Linked DNA regions of Sus scrofa: region 2 is linked to region 1. Evidence: chromatin contacts called from public HiChIP or PLAC-seq data. All regions are on one chromosome and are shown on one strand. The core of a region is the stretch at or near the end of the contact, and the rest is flanking DNA. Distances in the headings are between cores, read along the strand shown.

What was found. HiChIP or PLAC-seq counts read pairs in DNA pulled down with a chosen protein or histone mark.
Region 2: a contact with region 1 is called in an H3K27ac HiChIP or PLAC-seq map of skeletal muscle. The contact joins two enhancer-like sites. A contact is called at or near these places in 1 of 5 promoter capture datasets (liver), 8 of 47 Hi-C or Micro-C datasets (alveolar macrophages, embryonic fibroblasts, mesenteric adipose tissue and 3 more) and 2 of 2 datasets of contacts at active chromatin or transcription factors (alveolar macrophages and skeletal muscle).

Annotation. Positions count from the first base shown.
Region 1 is chr1:270,039,074-270,043,106 of Sscrofa11.1, forward strand. FNBP1 (formin-binding protein 1) reads right to left here. Exons shown (of 18, transcript XM_021070148.1): 18 at 3,294-4,033. Among named protein-coding and RNA genes, the nearest start is that of USP20, 46 kb to the left of the region's middle. Within about 2 kb of position 1,843, at least 40 of the 83 cell types and tissues checked have an H3K27ac peak or open chromatin away from gene starts, as enhancers often do. A contact at or near this core is called in alveolar macrophages and skeletal muscle, where this site is marked.
Region 2 is chr1:270,222,444-270,226,091 of Sscrofa11.1, forward strand. It overlaps GPR107 (protein GPR107), which reads left to right. Exons shown (of 18, transcript XM_021070180.1): 11 at 674-747; 12 at 1,082-1,199. Among named protein-coding and RNA genes, the nearest start is that of GPR107, 34 kb to the left of the region's middle. Within about 2 kb of position 2,283, at least 18 of the 83 cell types and tissues checked have an H3K27ac peak or open chromatin away from gene starts, as enhancers often do. A contact at or near this core is called in alveolar macrophages and skeletal muscle, where this site is marked.

The DNA of each region.
Region 1 (4,033 bases), core at 593-3,092:
TGTCTGTGCTTCTGCTCACAACGTGCATCAGAAAATACATTTGTGGGGAGCTCCCTGGTGGTCTAGTGGTTAGGACTTGGTGCTTTCACCACTGTGGCCCGGGTTGATCCCTGGTCTGGGAACTAAGATCTCACATCAAGCCTCTGCACGCCACCACCAAGAACAAAAAAAGAAAATGATTTGCAAGGTGGCAGTCATCCCAAAAGCATAGTTTCCTACCTTTGTTCTAGTTGGAATTCCGTGCAATTGTCAATTATCCTGCAAGTGCCACATTTTGAGCCCCAGAGAGCCCACTTGCCTTCCTGGTCCCCCTGTTGGGGGAAGCGAGGGGTGTTTGGAATGGCACCTCCTTCTGGCTGTCTTCCTACTACACCTTTATCTACAGCAGCTCTAGAGGGGCTCGTTGGTTGTAGCAAAGGCCTAGGGAGCAGGGAGTTCCTGTTGTGGCTCAGTGGGTTAAGAACCTGACTAGTATCCATGAAGACTCAGGTTCCACCCTTGGCCTCGCTCAGTGGGTTAAGGATCTGGGGTTGCCTCTGAGCTGTGGTGTGGGTTGCAGACATGGCTCAGATCCCGTGTTGCTGTGGCTGTGGTGTAGACTGGCAGCTGTAGCTCCGATTCGACCCCTAGCCAGGGAACTTCCGTATGCCGTGGGGACGTATTGAGATGCACCCTCCAAGCCCTTCCTTGCACCTGACACCAGCCGGCAGCCCAGGCGAGGGCTGGCTGGAGAGCCGGAGCTGGGGCCCAGCCTGGGGGTACCAGGGGCACTGGGCTCCCCGGGCAGAATGCCCCAGCACCCAGGGGAGCGTCCCCACCCCCACTCTTCCGGGACCCAAAAGAGGAAAATGAGGAAATCCCCTATTTCCTCCCACAGCTTTTGGGCCCTTAGCTCTGAGGCCAGAGGCCCCAGGGTGGGGGGCGGGGGGAGGGGGCCTTCTCAGCTTCCGCTCTGCCTCCTGTGGCCCAGCGCCGTCTCCAGCTAACGGGAGGTCATTTAAGAACGTGCCATTCCCTGAGCCACCTGGACAGAGGCAGAAGGCTTTAAAGCAGGGCATAATGCATGCAACTCGGAGAAACAGCTCCCACCCACAAAGGCTGTGTGCTGAGTGCCAGTCTGCAGTCTTTGCACTTGAATCCCAGGTCTGGCAGCACAGCTTGTGCCCCCTCTTCTCAGAAGAGGCCAGCAGCGAGCAGGGAGGAGGAGAGGCCTTCTCTAGGCAAGGTGGACAGAGACGGGCCTGGGCTCCCCCACTGCCTAGGACACGCGGGGACATTAATCCCCATGTGGCTAGGCCAGCTGCTTGTTACCGTTGGCTTCTGGCTCCTTCCCTCACTCAGACCCGCGTCATCCATTTTTTGCTGTCTCCTGGATACTGCAATTTCAGAGGTCTCTTTTGCCTTAATTAAAAAAGAAAGGGCAGGAGTTCCCATCGTGACTCAGTGGTTAACGAACCTCTGACTAGTATCCATGAGGATGCGCGCAGGTTCGATCCCTGGCCTCGCTCAGTGGGTTGAGGATCTGGCGTTGCTGTGGCTGTGGTGTAGGTCGGCAGATGTAGCTCTGATTGGACCCCTAGCCTGGGAACTTCCATATGCCCATGGTGCAGCCCTAAAAAGACAAAAAAGAAAAGAAAGAGCAGGCATACTTGAAGCCCCTGGTTCTGCCCATTTCCTTCCTGGTCAACCTCTTGGGGACGCTCGTGCTGCCCCCCTCGCAGGCGCGCTTCTCTCCCACTAGGGGTCGCCAGCGCCTCTGCGCGGCGGCTGCAGGGGCGGGCCTGGGCGTGGCCAGCAGCTGGGGGCGGGGCGAGAGGGAGAGGCGGGGCCGAGAGTCCCACACCGCCCGGTGTGAGTCAGGGGTTTCTGTGCTCAGCGCGGCTGCCTTCGGCTGCCACGGGAACACCAACTGCACCTGTCTGCGTGGCCGCTGCTGCTTTCCGACCTCGAAGGGGCGGAAGCGGGTCGCAGAGGTCGAGGTGCCTGGAGGGGTGAGGTGTCACCTCCCCAAACGCTTGAACGCGGAGTAGGTGCATGAAGATGGGAGAAAGTGGGCGGCGTTTCGGACCCGCGAGCTCAGGGCCAGGACAGGCTCCGTCTCGGAGCCGGAGTGAGCTCGGAATCAGAGCTGGCATCTGTGAAGCGCTGTGGCTGTGGCGTCGACCAAGTGTTTTCCCAACTGTCTCCACGGCGTCCTCACCCCATTGCCGGGGAGACTGAGGCCAGAGAAGCGGCGACCCGCGCCCCCACCGAGCCCAGCTCCTAACAGCTCGATGCTGGGAAGGAAGGTTCTGAGTGAGACAGGTGGAGACATTCTGTGTCTTAGACTCCTCCCAAATATGATAAAAAGCCCGGGAAGAACATGCTGGAAACATTTTCCCCAGATTAATTAACAGTTTGCTGACAACCTAGACAAGGAGGCCTCAGTGGGAAGCCGCCCCCACCACCTAGACCGCCCAGTTCCCTGGACCACCCATCTCTTCCTGAGAAGCCTGACTTGATTGTTCAGCTTTGGCTCCCCGGCCCGGCCTCCCCAGCACAGGCGGCAGCAGCCTTTGCTGAGAACTTGGCAGGACTTTCTTGCTGGAAAGGCCAGTCACGTGCCTCCGTGGGGGAGGCTGAGGCCTGGTCTTACTAGTGGCCTCGCCTCCCACCCCTCAGCAAGTGACACTTGGCATTAGCGAGGCCACCCCATGGCTCACTTCATGTTTCACTCCCTCAACAACCATTTTCCTGACTTGACCCTTTAGAGAGAAGGTGTGAGCACAAACCAATCCTGTCTTCCCTCAAAAGCCTGGGGCGAGACTTTCAGGGCGGGCTATGGACAGGGCCTCCCGCTGGACCCATCCTCGCCCTTAAATGCTGCACTGCCCTCGGCTTCACAGAAACCCGAGATGATTCCTGCCAAGCTGCCAAGGAGAGGGACATCAGATGGCCGGTGAAACGCAAGGCTGCTGCAATTTCATGGCCCCCCATAGCAGGGTCCTTGGAAGCCCTGAGCAGCTGCCAGCTGAATCTGCAGGCACCAAAAAAAAGTCCAGGCCATAAGGAGCTTCCCTCAGTCCCTGGACTGAACCAACCTGAATCCCAACCGCTTTCTCCCGGTGGGTGGGGGTGGAATTCAGAGCTCGCTGGGTCTCGGGGCCCCGCCCTAAGCAGATGGCGACGTGACTTGGCCTGGGCTTACACAGCAAATCAGTGACATGCAGATGGCAGCCCAGCCTCCAGCCCTGGGGACTCTGACGGCTTTCGTGACCAGGGTCCCCTCTCTGTGCAGTGAAACAGTCCCGTGATAACCGTGCCAGAAGTTATACTTTTATTTAACATTTAGAGGATTAACAGATAGTTACAAGGTCAATAGAAGCCTTCCAATGGAAGCACTTTATTTGGTTTAATTCCATCTCCAGAGACACAGGGGCCATTCCAGAACCTTTACAACGGCAATGGGCCATCACAACACCGAAATGCCTCCAAAGTGTAGAATTCGTGCCATACACACAAATAAACCCTGAAGTTTAGCGGTTGCCCAAGATCAGGTTAAAACAGAAATTTGGATCACTTCTTCAAGAGGTTTTCTGATGACAGAAGCACAGGAGGCAGAGCCATTAGGAAGCGTGAAATCGACTTCTCTGGGAAAATACTTAACATCAGCATAACTTTTTCATGTTCGGTTAACTTTTCCTCAGTAATTACAGATGTGACCAAACGGCCTTAGAGGCCTCCGCGCTACCGCTGGGAGACAGGCTCCTCTGTCTAACAACCTGAAAGCTTCAAGATGATCTGATAAAAACCCAAAGGAAAAAAATCCCATTACAACTTCCCATGCCTTTTTCTTGCTTTCCATCCTGCAAAGGAAAAATTGGGTAAATGACAAGTTCCTCTCTCTCTCTTTTTTTTTTTAAGTTATTTTAAGGGCAGCTTCTTCAAAAAAATGAGTCATTCTTACAACAATGTTCTAGCATCGGAGGAGAAATGACGGGCAGCGGAGACGAGGGAGGGCTGAGAAGCACGTGAGAAATTCCAGGTTCTACTC
Region 2 (3,648 bases), core at 1,033-3,532, 180 kb after region 1:
TTTTTTTTTTTGCTTTTTAAGGCTGCACCTGTGGCATATGGGGGTTCCCAGGCTAGGGGTCCAATCGGAGCTGCAGCTGCCGGCCTACAGTACCCACAGCCCTAGCGACTTGGGATCCAAGCCACATCTGTGACGTACACCGCAGCTCATGGCAATGCAGGATCTTTAACCCACTGAGCGGGGCCAGGGATCGAACCTCCATCCTCATGGATACTAATGAGATTCTTAACCTGCTGAGCCAGGATGGGAAGTCTCATTTACAGGTCTTTTTTTCAAGGAAAACATATTTGAAGCTGAATGATTCCATGTAGGTTTTTCAGGGACTGGCCGTTTTCCTTATGTAAGTAGCAGGGCTAGGAAAGATAGAGCTCTTGGCGGGGACCCTGAACAGCCTGTGGCATTTGGAGATTTTAAAGAAAAGAACAGGCAGCCACTTGCCGGAATGGATCCCCTGCCTCACGAGAGGGATCCTGCTAGGTGCTGGTGACAGGGAGCCTTGTGTCAGGTTTCTCAAGCTACCTGCCGTTGGTCCGCCAGCGCGCATGTGCCTGATTGCGAGTGGGCAGGTGAAGCGCTCGGCAGTGGGAGGAGGGCCGTCCTCCGGGGCATTTCCGGCTTCGCTTCGCAAGGCACGTGGTGGGTCAGCCTCTGAAAGGCGCTTGTTTGATTGCAGATAGACTACCACTACATCTCCTCCCAGGGCTTCCCGATCGAAGGCTGGGCCGTGGTGTACTACATCACTCACCTGTGAGTCCGCAGGGGGCCCGGGAGACGCCCCTGCCGTGACGCGACCTTCCAGAGAAGCCGGGGGAGCCGTGGGGTGGGGGGCGGGTTCCTGCCAGGTCAGAGGTGTGTGGCGAGCAGGTGGCCGTTCCGACTTGAGGACGTGGGGCTATCGGCTTGCTCGTGGGGGGGTGCCCCCTGCAGCAGCGGCCGGTCAGATAGTGGGGTGCGGAGCCTGGAGAGAAGTGGTGCCTCTCTTCTGCAAGAAATCCCTGAAGTCGTAGCATGGGCTGTAGCTCTCACTCTTAGAGTGAGTCTAAGAGACCCTTTGGTGCTCACTGAGTTTTCCCTTCTGCAGCCTGAAGGGGGCGCTGCTCTTCATCACCATCGCGCTCATTGGCACCGGCTGGGCTTTCATCAAGCACATCCTTTCTGATAAAGACAAGAAGATCTTCATGATCGTCATCCCGCTCCAGGTAAAGGGGCCCTCACCCCGTGGTCTCATTCGCTCCTGACCCCAAGCACGGCCCAGCTCAGGCCTGTGTGGGCAGGGGGCGTCGGCTGTCCCGGAAACCCCAGCCTCTGCCCTCGGGATTGAGGACTGGGCGTCTCGACCTGAGTTTTGATGACCTAGACCTTGGGTCATCGCCCTGGGAGCTGCCACACCATCCGCCGTCCTTGGGCCGGTGGGTGACGAGGGAGCTGCTGAGATGTCGGGGAGACACGCTGCCTACTTTCTGCCTCTGTTTGCCCTGTAACCAGCTGATCCTCTTAGCAGAGACACTCAGCTACCCGGCGGTGTTATTAATAAAATATTTTAAAACCGTGAATGACGTACGTCAGTGAGTAGAATATTAGGTATTGGGCCCGACGTTTATTAAATGCTTCGTATGTGTAGGGCCCTGGGCTGAGGCCAGCTTTACAAGCTTGAGAGCCCTTCAGGGGAGGAGCCTTGGCTCGCGTGTAAGTCTTCCTGGGGATAGAACAGGGACGAAAGGGACGCGGAGTCAGCAGGGGGATCCTAGCTGAGATGCACAGCTGCCCAGCGCTGCTCGACCAGAGGGCATCTGTTGGGTAAACTTGTTCGCAACAGCTGATCATTTCGGAGCCCAGGCTAGTGTGGCAGCTGCGCAGGGAAGGGGACGGCTCTCCAGGCCCCAGGTCAGCTGGCTCGACGCTGGTGATGGGCAGTTTGGCGATGTTGGCAGCTGGGCTATCTTCCCATTCAATGCTAAGGGACATAGGTTAGTGCGCGAGGAATGGTACAGACCAGTTGCTGTAGGTTTCCAAGGAGAGAGTGTTCGCCCCCCTCTGCATGACCAGAAGGGCTTTGTGGTAGAGATGGGAAAGAACCAGGACAGAGGCAGACCTGACAGTGCCGTCTAGTGAGCAGGAGAGGCCAGGGGCTGCACGGCGCTTGGCCGTTCATTCAGCTGCCAGGGCCGCCACTCTGCTGTGCTGAGTTCTTCCGCCAGCCAAGGTCTCAGAGCTTGGACGTGATGGGCCACGGTCCTCCTCCCCGTCTTCCTGCTGCTCCATCCCCTTCCCCTCCTGTTTGCATCCTCTTGGCCCAGCCGGAACTGTGACGTAATGCTTGTGCTCCCCAGAAGGAAGACAGCCCACAGTTACAGGGCAGGTCACTGAGGACACAAGGCCATTTAAAAATTAAATATAAGGAAATTATAAGTATTTAAACATAAGGACTAGCCTGCAAAGTCCTCCAACATCAGCCTAGAAAGTGCAGCTGTTTCCCTTTGGCTACAGAGAGTCACTGTGCATTTCTGGGTAGGGAGTGGGCGAAGTAAAAATGGAATTTCAGGAGTTCCCATCGTGACTCAGTGGTTAACAAATCCGACTAGGAACCATGAGATTGCCGGTTCGATCCCTGGCCTCGCTCAGTGGGTTAAGGATCCGGCGTTGCTGTGAGCTGTGGTGTAGGTCGCAGACGCGGCTCGGATCCCACATTGCTGTGGCTCTGGGTAGGCCGGCAGCTACAGCTCCGATGAGACCGCTAGCCTGGGAACCTCCATATGCCTTGGGTGCGGCCCTGAAAAGACCAAAAAAAAGGAGTTTCAAGGACATTGTTGGCACTTGGTTCCACAGCAGCCCCTCTGGGGGCATTTTGTGCCTCCCATTAAGAGTGTGAACTATGCACACAGTGCCATCAGCCGTTTCAGCTGGGAAAGGCTTTGTTTCCCATGTGTCGTCATAGGCGGAGTCAGTCATGGGCGGAGTCATAGACGCAGACGTTTAGGAGCGACTGGGCTTCAGGGGGAGCCCAGAGGCGGGGTCTGAGGTAGGACAGTGAAACTTCAAACTAGTTTTTGCATTTGTATTAGGTGAAAGATGGCTTCCGTGATGATTTAGCTGCTAAGTCCTAGATGGTAAGAGAAACTACCCTTCCCACGTCCTAGCGCCAGGTGTCACATTTTTGTAGACGTGTAGGGAGCTACCTGTAGGGAGACAGAGTATTGGGGACCGTGGACTTCTCATGGAATTGTCATCTCTGCTTTCAGCCTAATGATGATCTTCGAAAGAATATCTCATAAATCATGCTCCCTTATGCTCAGTAGTACCAGTTTTTAATTTTTATTTATTTTATTTTTTGATTTTTTAGGGCTTCACCCGCAGCATATGGAAGTTCTCAAGTTAGGGTCCAATTGGAGCTATAGCTACCAGCCTATGCCACAGCCACAGCAGTGCAGGATCACGGCAACACCAGATCCTTAACCCACTGAGCTAGGCCAGGGATCCAACCCGCAACCATATGGTTCCTAGTTGGATTTGTTTCCACTGTGCCACACAGGAGCTCCGTACCTCAGTTTTTAAAACACCGCCGTCTGCTTAGCCAGCATGGCCTGCTGAGAGCTTGATGGCAGCACTGAACACACAAGGCACAGCCTTCACTTTGGAAATTGAAGCAGG